Linked DNA regions of Anser cygnoides: region 1 is linked to region 2. A link is a contact called in public Hi-C data. All regions are on one chromosome and are shown on one strand. Each heading gives the region's core, a stretch centred on a gene start, on an enhancer-like site or on the middle of the called end of the contact. The rest is flanking DNA. Distances are from core to core; before and after follow the strand shown.

The links. A called contact is a pair of places that touch in the nucleus more often than the background predicts.
Region 1: a Hi-C map of liver shows a contact between it and region 2, with 4 times the contacts expected there. The contact joins the promoter of EIF5 here to the enhancer-like site in region 2. A contact is called at or near these places in 2 of 7 Hi-C or Micro-C datasets (both in liver).

What each region holds. Positions count from the first base shown.
Region 1 is chr5:56,127,053-56,132,531 of Taihu_goose_T2T_genome, forward strand. EIF5 (eukaryotic translation initiation factor 5) reads left to right here and starts at 3,620. Exons shown (of 12, transcript XM_066998393.1): 1 at 3,620-3,729; 2 at 3,900-4,095.
Region 2 is chr5:55,209,574-55,214,892 of Taihu_goose_T2T_genome, forward strand. The region is part of intron 3 of PPP2R5C (protein phosphatase 2 regulatory subunit B'gamma); the gene reads left to right. Among named protein-coding and RNA genes, the nearest start is that of PPP2R5C, 34 kb to the left of the region's middle. Within about 2 kb of position 2,463, at least 2 of the 3 cell types and tissues checked have open chromatin away from gene starts, as enhancers often do. A contact at or near this core is called in liver, where this site is marked.

The DNA.
Region 1 (5,479 bases), core at 2,370-4,869, 920 kb after region 2:
TATTGCAGAGCTCCTGAGCAGTAAGAACAGAACAAACCTCTGCCCTTGTCACTGATCAGGGTCCAATTCTGCTCAAAAGCAGGAATGACTGCTGAACAGTAAGGTCACAGCTATTCAATGTATTTATCTTCCAAATACCAATCCTGAAGGAATTTGGACTTGTGATTCCACAGAGGTTGCATATTCAAATCTGGCATGTAAATAATTAAACATTCTCTACACATTTCCAAGACAGGCAGAAGGCAGGGTATTGCTATTCAGGGTTCAGTGTAACTGTACATAATCTTGGCCTTCCATCTTCTGAAATTCCTATAGATACAGCAGTAGCATGTCTGAGTTGCTTTTGCATATCAGTCCTTTTCACTGTCAGGAATCAGCCACATTCGAAGGCAACCACATCGCCCTCCCCGACAGGCTGCATTTCAGTGCCTCCCAGGGCCCTGCCGCAGGAACACGGGGAGCCCAGAGACATAAGGCACAGCAGAACCCACAGCAGAGGCAGCACCGTGTGCCTGGGCATCCTGCAGCAGCAAAAGCTGCGAAGATGGCACAACGAGGAATCACGTCCTCAGCTTCTCTAAGGCTTCCTGCCCACCTTGGAAAAAATATCAGCTCTGAACCAGCCACTGGAAGAGAACATACGCAGCTTACAGCAGAGGAAAAATATTTTTCAAGACCAAGGTTACCAGCTGAATATTGAACGGGGGTAATGTTTATAGCCAACCTCATCACAATGACAAACTAGCTGAAGAACAAACTGCAGACAGAATGCACGGTTGTCTGTGTGAAAATATAAACACCTGTGATTAAATGCCAATTTCTGAAGATTTACATTTTAAATACACATTAATTCTCGAATGTTGGCTTTGCTGCCTTATCACATACATTAACTCTTTGTTATTTTTTAATAAAAACTAAGGCAACATAGAAATAACTTGAATAGCCCAAGGCTGAACTGAACCATAATAAAACATTCCTGTGATAAGGAAACACACTATGAGACCCACTGCTGAAAACTTCCTATTCTCAGACATTAGGCCACTTCCAAAACCTGACTTACTCATGCCATTTAAAATGTCTTTACAAGGGAGGGTTATATATAAAAACTGCTTAGTTTATATCTGTGAAATGCAAAGCACACAAGTGGTTGTATTTTGAAGGTCACAAAAGCAATGTAAACTACGAACTTCAGGATTCGTGCAACCATGACATTTTAGAGTGGGAGGAGGATATTTTGTCTTGTCCAAGCCACCAGATACTAAAGTGAAAAAAACATAAATATTATGATTCAGTAAAAGTATCTGGGATCCAACATCAAGTATTGGTGAATTTTTCCGGTGAGAAAAACAACAACTGGGGACTAAGGAGACGATAATCCACAAGTTTAGTCTATTTTGTATAATCCGAGAGAGTATTTTCTGACTTCATCTGTATGGGACTTGTTGTTTGAAGAAGGAAGACTATCTAAAAAGGTTACTCTTAACTCAATGTCAATTTATATACTATAAAACTTTAAAAAATCCTTCTCTATACTACTAATCATAAATCTTCAGAGTTACTCATTATGTCAAATAGCACCAAATCCAGGGGCTCATTTCCCTTTTGCTGTTCAATAAAGTGGTGTTGGCAGTGGTATGCTTTAACACTTGCAATTTATTAACCTCAGAGGTGTTGTAGCATGAAACTAAAGCCGCAGAAAGGAGGCATTTAGCAAATTATACATGCTGCATATTTTTACAGCAAAGGAGTTCCTGCTGTGCTTTGCTTGCCTCCTACTTTTTTATGATTATTTTCTCTCCCTCATGATAACTTCCAAGCATCACATACTTTGGAGAGATACTTCCTTATTTTGTGCTAACACTTTCTCATGTTTAAAAAAGTGTTACTTTCTATTTATCAATTACGGAATCACAGAACGGTTTGGGTTGGAAGGAACCTTAAAGATCACCCAGTTCCAACCCCCTGCCATGGGCAGGGATGCCACCCACTAGATCAGGTTGCACAGGGCCTCATCCAACCTTGCCTTGAAGGAGGCAAGGAGGCATTTAAAATATCCTGATTTTTAACTTTTTCAAATGCAGATAGTGAAGCCCAAGACATGATGTTTTACAAGACAACATCCTGGCTACAAAGACTTGTTATTCCATGGGCTGAAAAGAAACATACAACCAGGGCAGAGGCCATGGTGTAGAGGATCTTGTTAGAAAGTATTGGGGGACGTGCACATTTATTTCTTCCAGGTTTGTTGCTCTGCCGCTCTAGTTGAAAGAACAAGTTTTTTATTATTGTGTGTCACAGAAAGTGTCCATAACAATAGCCCAGCTTTTCTTTTATGATTTCTAAGAAAATCTCATTTATCAGTCACCTTAGTATTTAAACGCAGTATTTTTGCGTATCAGACCAAAAATGTTCAAGGCATACCTAAAGGCTCAGTATAAGGGGTTTGCTCTGACCACGCCAACATGTTATCAAAGTCAGCTGGGAAAACTGTTTCAAAACTAACTTAGGGAGAAATTTAGAGTATATGACATTATATAATGTCGCTACTCATTTTTATCTTCGTTACTTCTTTTTCCCTATACACCCACATAGCCATCAAGAGGCTTCCCAACATTGTTCACTAAGCCACAGTGACAGGAACTGGAGTCTTCTTGTTCTGCCTGGCAGTATTGAAAGAGGTAAGAGAATTGATTGATCACTTGATTGGTAAAGTTTAAAAAAGCTCTTTGCCAAAATTATTTGTGTTCTGAAACATCCAAAATATGTAATCCTGTCATATTGGAGGGCTGGAGATGGAAGACATGGAAAGAACAGAGCACAAAAAAGGACCCATGTTCCTGCTTTTAAAACATATAAATCCAAACTTGCTTTATCTAGGGTGCTGATTAAGCTAAGGAGGTCTAGCAGCATTTTATATTAAGAACTGAAACTAGGTGCACACAGAATTTGAATTATCCTTTGTAAGAGACAAAGGCAGCCCCAGCACCCAGAGGTATCCAAAGCTGAGTCGCTATGACAGGGACAATAAATAGGCCTTTTCCTGCACACAAAAGCAGGCCGTACAGGAAAAACACAATGTATTCAGCATTTTAATTGTTTAAAAGTGTTTGTAACACAAATTAGCTGCTGCGATGCCAAACATTTGGCCGCTGCCCGTCTATGACGAGCTGCACCCCCCCCAAATTTTCATTCCTACAGCATTGCAGGTCGTGCTTTCAAACAAACCACGGCCCCGGCCTGGTCAGAGCACCCTGCCACGAGGGCCGGCGGCGATTTTGTGTGGAAACCGAGGCGAGAGAAAGACCAGGGCCCTCCCCGAAGGGGTCTGTGTGTTTTTGGAGGGTGCTTGTGGGGGACACGTGTGATGGCGTCTCCCAGCACAACGAGGGGAACGGAGCACGGGAAAGGAGCCGGGGAGAGCGCGCAGCTCCCGCTGCCTCAGCCCGCCGCCCGCCGCCCCTCAGCGCAGTCTCGCGAGAGCCGCCCCGCGTAGACGCGATGTCCTTTGGGGCACTGGCGGGGGGAGGGCGGGGGAAGGGCAGCGAAGCGAGGGGCGGTTTGATTGACGGCGGCCTCCACCAGTGGGCGAAGGGCACGGCGAGCCCCGAGCCAATAATTTCTCCCCGGAGCGAGCGGCGAGCCAATGGGGGGGGCGGGGGGGCGGGGCGCGCCGCTGGCTGATTGATCCCAGCTTTGGCGTTGTTCAGTCAGAGCGAGAACATTCTAGAGGTGAGTACGGGGCAGCCATTGCCGGGGTCCCGTCAGCCGCCCCCTTCTGCCTGAGCTGCGCGCCGGCCGCCGCAGCTCCCTCCCCCCTTCCCTCTTCTCCCCCCTCCTCCTCCCCCCTCTCCTCACAGGTGCCGCCGCTAACGATGCCCCTGGTTGTGTCTTGCCCGCAGATTGTCCGGCACTGCTGTCCCTGCTGATAACGCCCGCCTCAGGACGCCCGGACCCGGAGGCTGCGGCGTCCGCCTCCGCCTCCTCCGCCTCCGGCTGGATATAAGCGCCCCCACGGCCTCGTTCTCCTCGCACACTCGGCTTCGTCGCAGCCCGGGGCGAGCAGCGTTGGGTTTATGTCTTTATTGGACGAAAACGGTGAGCGTTTGGGCTGGGGAGCAGCGGGTGAGGGCGGTTGGAAGGACGAGGTCGGTGCGGGGCGGCAGGCGGGCGGGCTGGGGCGCCGCGTTGTTGACGGGGGGTGTATTTTTATGAAGAAATCTCCGGCACCCTTTTAGAAGGGAACATGGAGATACCTTCAACAACGATCGCTCGCCCCTTATATTTTTTAATTTCGTATTTTTTTCAAGTTTTGGGGCGGATTATTCCTTTGATTGTGCCCCCCCCCCAGCTCCCCGCGCCATGCGACGAGACAAAATGGCGGCGGCTGGGCCGCGCCTCCCCGTGCTTGGGGGGTTGGGGGTGGGGAGTGGGGGGAGGCTTCTTTTGGGGGGCTGTGCCGCAGTTACAGCCTCGCGGCGGGGGGCAGGGGGCGCCCGATCGGCAAGGGTTAGCCCTGGGGAAGGGGAGGGAGGCTGGGGGGGCGGCCAGGGAGCGTCCCCCCCTTCCTAGGGAGCGCATGCGTGGCTGGAGGTGACACCCACACCCCCCCCCGATCTTCTCTGGGGCTGACTCAGTGCTTAATTGCTGCATTTATGAGTCATCGCGGGCCTGAGCGGGGCGGGGAAACGGGGCTTTGAAGCTGGGAGGCTGTCTGCCTTCCCGCTTCTTCGGCTCTGCCCAATAAATATGGGGGGGGGGGGTGATTGGGATGAGGTGGCTTAGAGACCAGGAGAGGGAGCTTTAGTCTACAGCAGACAGACAAAAGCTGTAATATGGAAGGAGGGGAAACCACGCATTCTAAAAAGCTTATGCTCAGTCACCAAGATACCTGCTTCCTCAGTGCCTCTGCAAGCACGTGGTCAGATCACATGCTGGCTCTTTTTTAGACATCCTGGGGAAGGTAGCCTCGTGCTTGGAACGAAATTCGTGGTGCAGTTTTTGCTGAAGGGTAAAACTGCGTCAGGACTAATGCAGAATACATGGCATACGCAAAGCACGCTTCTTGTGAAAGGATTTGTAAACCTGGCCAGAGGGACTCGGACTGTGTGGAATCGATAGGCACGCTCTTACACGTTAAATACTAAGGAGGCTATTTTCATGTGTCAACACATCTGCCATTAATGATAACATGATGACGTGTCAGAATAACCATGCTGTAGTCAGGGTTGCCTGTCTAGTCACCTCAACCAGTTGTGGTTTACGTAATGCTAGATCTGATTATAGGGACACGCGTTAATTTAAATATGTAAATACTGCTTAAGGCAACTTTAATAATAGGATTCATCCTCCTTCCCCTTCCTTCCCCCCCCTTCCCCCAAGAAAAAAAATCAACTGGAAAAGCTGCTGCACTGCTCTGTACCTCTGCATTGCTAGGCTTTCTACAGTGAAGCAACTTATGTCAGACTTTATCAGGCTTATT
Region 2 (5,319 bases), core at 1,213-3,712:
TGATTTCTCTTTATCTCTACGAGAGCCTTACCCTTCTTTGTCTGAAGTGAGACTAGATGTATTCTAGAAGACTCTAATTTTGGTCTGTGAGTGTGTGTGGGGGGGAATGTGGTAAAATTCCCTTGAGTTAGAATAAGGGCTTTGCTTGTTGTCAAGGGAATATAAATGCGACTGCCTGAACTGTAGACAGGCCTTCACTCTTCCGTCTGTGCAAATCACCTTAATTTCCTGATATGTGCTTCATTTTGGAAGGGTAGAAGTCCCATCTTTTAAAGGCGCAAGTGAATTTTAGAAAAAAACAAAGGTTGGAGGCAGAACTATGAAGTGTTATAACGATGAACCGCAATAATCCTTTGTCTTAATATGATAAAAGGGTTCACGTCAGTGATTCTATTATCCCTGTTGCTCAAATCAAATACGTAATTGTGGAAGCAATTGTGGAAGTGCATTTTAAGAAACTTCTGAAATTTACTGTTGTAAACACTAAATTTTTGGTACACAGGATAATATGCTAATAAGGTTGAGGTTAAGGGTTGTGTTGTTACGTTTGTGTTTCTTGTTTTTTTTTTTTTTATTAATGAAGAAAGTCAACTTTCTTGTAAGCAATTAAGGAAGATCTGGGGGATTACTTTGCATTTTTCACATGGTAGGAAATTAGATGGGTGTCTGGTATTATAGCCCAGAGGAGTCTCTTCAGAGGTGAGGGGGAGCAGGGAGGAGAATGCATCTCTTCCATCCATCCATACTAGTTCATTCTTTTGTATGCACCTCATCTCACTAGCTGCTCTAATTTGACCAGTACTGATTTGCCCCCAAAATGAATCCTTACAGAACTATGTATTTAAAATAAATAGGAGCTAAAGTGAGCTGATAACTCTGAAGCCTAATGACAAAGGTTTACTGCTTGTTCTAATCCATGCAGCTTTTACAGTTGTCCTTTTACATCATCTGTTGAAGCATGGGTTGAATTTTCTAGTAGAAGTGCTTCTCTTCGTAGCTGCAAATGCTAGAATTTTAACTTAAAAAAAAAAAAAAGGCTGGTAGTATCTTCTCCACTAAAAGGTAAATCTGCTTTAGAACAAATTTCATATGGTGTTTAAAGTAAAAGTTTGAGATTGTGTATCTTGTTTTACCATTATATATTAGAGGGTAAAATACTCTGTTTGGCCTTAATGTTATTTGGGGTGAGTGGGGAAAAAGGAGGGGGTATTTTTGTAGAGCAGACTATCAGGAATTACTTGAAAATAAAAATTGCAATCTTGCTTTTAAAATTAATTCTAATACACTTTCTATACCTGGATCACATGGAATATGTAAAGTTTGCAGAATTAAAAAGAAGTCTGGTCTGGCAAGAGGTGGAAGCTTGCTCTTCTTCTTCCTCCCCCTTCTGAACTGCAGACAGCTTTATTGTCTGGGTTACTTGTAGCTTTGCCAAAGCACCACAGTTGGGAAAATAGATGCAGGTGTTTTTAAAAAGTCATGTTTAGAGCCTTGTGAATAGGAAATAAGGGTGTCAACATCTTATTGTCTACTGTTGCTGTCTCTGGAGGAACAATGGGGATTTGTAGGATAGGAGGTGTCAGGGCCCTGAATACCCCAGCTGGTGCTCAAAATCAGCTCTTGAGTCAGGCTGTCATGGAGAGAGCCGTGAGAAGTCTTGTTGGGGTTCCCCCCCTCACTCAGGAGCTGTTTTCAGGCTCAGGCCCTTGGCTTTGGTCACTGCCTCATCCAGGCTGCAGCCATATCTTGGGTGGTGTGCCTTGCCTTTCGGGGTCCTGATGTGTTGACCACCTGGCTTGACCTGCCTCTTCACTGCGGACATGTTCCACAACCACTGGACTGTTGGCTGGCCCTGATCACTGTCACTAGATCGGCTCTCCTTTTCTGGTTTGAATACAGTGAGACTCTGCCCTTTGTCACAATTATAGACTGGTGGCAGTTGTCCAAGACCAATGTGTAGAAATCGGGTCCGCGGAAGATGACTCTGGACCCATTGCTGGAAAACACCAAGCATCAGAAGAGCCCAGTCCACGGCAAAGGCAAGTGGCATGCAGCCATTACTGTGTGTTATCTGCTTGTGCTGACAGCGCTGGCTCAGGAAGAATGTTTGGCTACTGGGGTAGTGAGCCCTTGGTCATTCCACCCACACCAGGCTTTCCAGGGGGCCCAAGTCATGCTGCTGCATCGATCGTCCTAGAGTACAGAGCACATAATGGTCGGCTCAGCCGCTTGGCTTTAGTGACTGCAGTGAACTGAAAGCTTACCTTGCAAGCTTAAAGAGAATCGGTTTCAATTTGAGCAGCTGTTATGGCTACGAAATAGCTGTTGTGGTTTGTGGTCCTCAGTAGAGGCTTTGTGTGTGTGCAGTTGGCTGTGAAACAAGCGAAGATGGAGAAGGTAAAGCAACTGGTTGTGGGGTATCTGCATGGAGAGTTCCTGTAGGATCCTTGTGTGGAGGTCACTAGCTATGAAGGTGACGTAAGGACAGCAGAGAATTATTAAGTATTGCAAACGTAAGATTTTTACAGCAAAGAGGGAAGCAGAGCAGGATGGTTTTTCAAGATGCTTCTCTCTCCTTATGGAGCCCTTCTGGCAGCGAAACCCCTAGGGTGACTGGAGTGCACTCAGGGCCCTGATCCAAGTAACTGAGATGAGGCCTGGGGGAAGGAATCAGGACCTTCTGATTTCCATCTCAGTGCTTCAAGCAAAGAAAGGCGCTGTAAAAGCAGCATAGATTACAACAAACTGTTAACATTTGTCACTAGGCTTCAGTTACCAGTTTGTGTTTACTGTGGTGAGTTGTCTTGCAGGAAGCTGTAGCTGTAGGACAGAGTGCAGTTAGAAAATGATCTTGATTCTTTGTGTAGGCAGATTATAAATGTCTATTCCTTTGGGGGGGTACGCTTTTCATTAGAAGTGCAGTTGACTGCTGTTAGCCTGAAAAACAGTGTTTTCATGTAGTCAAGACACAGATATTCAGAAATTTGAACAAAATATTGGTAGAACTCTGCTCTGGTCTGCATTGCCAGAATTAACAGAGTATAGAAGTTAGTTTAGCGGCCTAGTTGCTTAGTGGAATTGGTAATATTGTCTGTTCACGCTTTTCCAAAACGATTTTCAAGATACTTTGCAAGACGTGGTGAAAGTTGTGTGGGAGGGAGGATGAGAACGCCCTGATCCTGTGTCAGCTCCCACCAGTGCTTCCTGTAGGCTGTGACCTGTTTCAAATACCTCATTGTCTGTTGTCCTCTGCCTTCCAGAGCAGTAAAATTTTTTGATACTCAACTTTGTAATTATTTAACTTAATTTGGATTTTGTGAAAGTTTGTGGGGTTGGTTGTTTGAAGATGTAGGTAATGTTAACTCTGCCTGTTCTTTTCATGTGCTCCCTGTAATCCTGAGCAAGGGACCATGGAAGGTAGTTCATATTCCATCTCCACATAGTGCTCTTCTACAGGGTATGACTAAAAATGGCAGCGGTAACATTCTTGTGATGTATTTATCTGAGGATATGGATAGAAATTTACATTCTTAGAAAAGCTTGGTAAAAGCTGATGGTTCTGTTGGGTTGGGTACCAACACAGCATCAAGCACCTCGTGATGCTGGTTTCTCTGAGCTTGGGCCGCCTTAGATAACCTTTCAGCTCCAGATCAAATCATCATAAACTAATGCCAGGTTCTTAAAGAAACCAAGTGCTCTCCAGCTATTGTAAGCTGCATTTCCACTTTGTATTTTCATAGTTGATTATGAAAGGTCAAGTCCCTTTGACAATGAGTAAACAGAGGGAGCAGCTTTTAAGTGAGCTACATGATGCATTTAAACCTGAAGTACGTGATTTTCCTTAAAGGAGAAAAGTTCACTCAGTGCTTTCATTTTATAAAGAACCCAAAGAACCCAGCATGTTTCTTTTTCTTGAAAAATAATTGACTTGTAGATATTTCTGTTTAATAGTACTTGCTGAAAATCACAAAGGCTTTTACTTCACAGGATTTTTTTCTGAGCTAAAAAAAATCAATTTTGTAATTAATTAAATGGAAGTGAAGGCCAAAGCTCACGCTTCAGCAGTAATGCAGACCAAATTCAGCATGCAGAGCAGCAGCCATTAATCTGACGATGCACAAAAGGAGGCTGAGAACTGGGTTTGCTGGCCCAAGGAAGGAAAGGCTGAGAAGAGATGTTTTCTTCGGCTGACGGGAGGGTATGGAGAACAGAGCCAGACGCTTCTCAGAGATGCACGGTGCCTGAAGAGAGATGACTGATACAAGCTGCAATGCAAGAAATTGCAACTGAATGCAAGGAGAAAAAAAAAATTCACTGTGAAAGTGTTTAAACATGGGAACAAGATTCCAAAAGGGGCTGTGAAATCTCTGCTTGGAGACGCTGAAAACTTGAGTGGGCAACATGAGCAGCTCTGCTTACGTAGTTCACCTTGCTTTGAGCGGGGGTTAGACCAGCAGAAGTGAGACAGTCACTTCTGATAAATTATGCTATGATCCTGCAGTTCTTTATTGCATATGGGGCAAAAAAGACTGCCCTTTCTGTCACTTAAAAAAATAATAATTTTAATGTACTTCTTAAAATTTGAAGAGCAATATTCTGTATTTTTGGTTGCTGTTTTTTCCCCTTTGGTTACTGAAGTAGACTTCTTAATGCGTTTAGTGCCAAAATGCCTATTAGTACTTTTACGTCTGTGGTAACTCTGAAGTTTGTGTACTACTTTCATGAAAACTGTTACGGTGTTTTTAAATGATTCTCACTGGTTTTGTGAACTGTTAAAGATAGGGTAAGTGGAGCTGTATGCAGTATTAAAAATATTGGCACACAAAAACAATGTTTTGTTACTTTCTTAATGCTCTTTTAGCAGCTCAGCAGTAGTCAAAAATTGTTTGGCAGGTATGTGTTTTTAGGGAGCATCCATAACTAAAATATCTTTTGAGTAAGCTAGAACTCGTAAATATATGCAGTCAGCTGGTTCACCCACATTTCTTCACATTTATCCGCATTTGAAAATATGTAATAAATGGAATTCATTTGCTCAGTACTGTGAAATCTTTCTGTAGCTCTTTTTAACAGGCTTTAAAGTGACAATGAATATTCCATTAACAAACTGTGTGACCTCACTATTAATCTTCTGTATTGTTTATGAAAATGTTGAACAGGGTAACTTCTACCACAGATCCTCACAACATGTTTTTGGTAATCTTCCTGCATTATAAAAACACTGTTAAAAGTTTGTGTTTTTTTTTTAATTCCTGAGATAACTGTCACCTGTCATTACTTTATAATCCTTTCCAAGAACTTGGTAAATTTCAAGCGTAA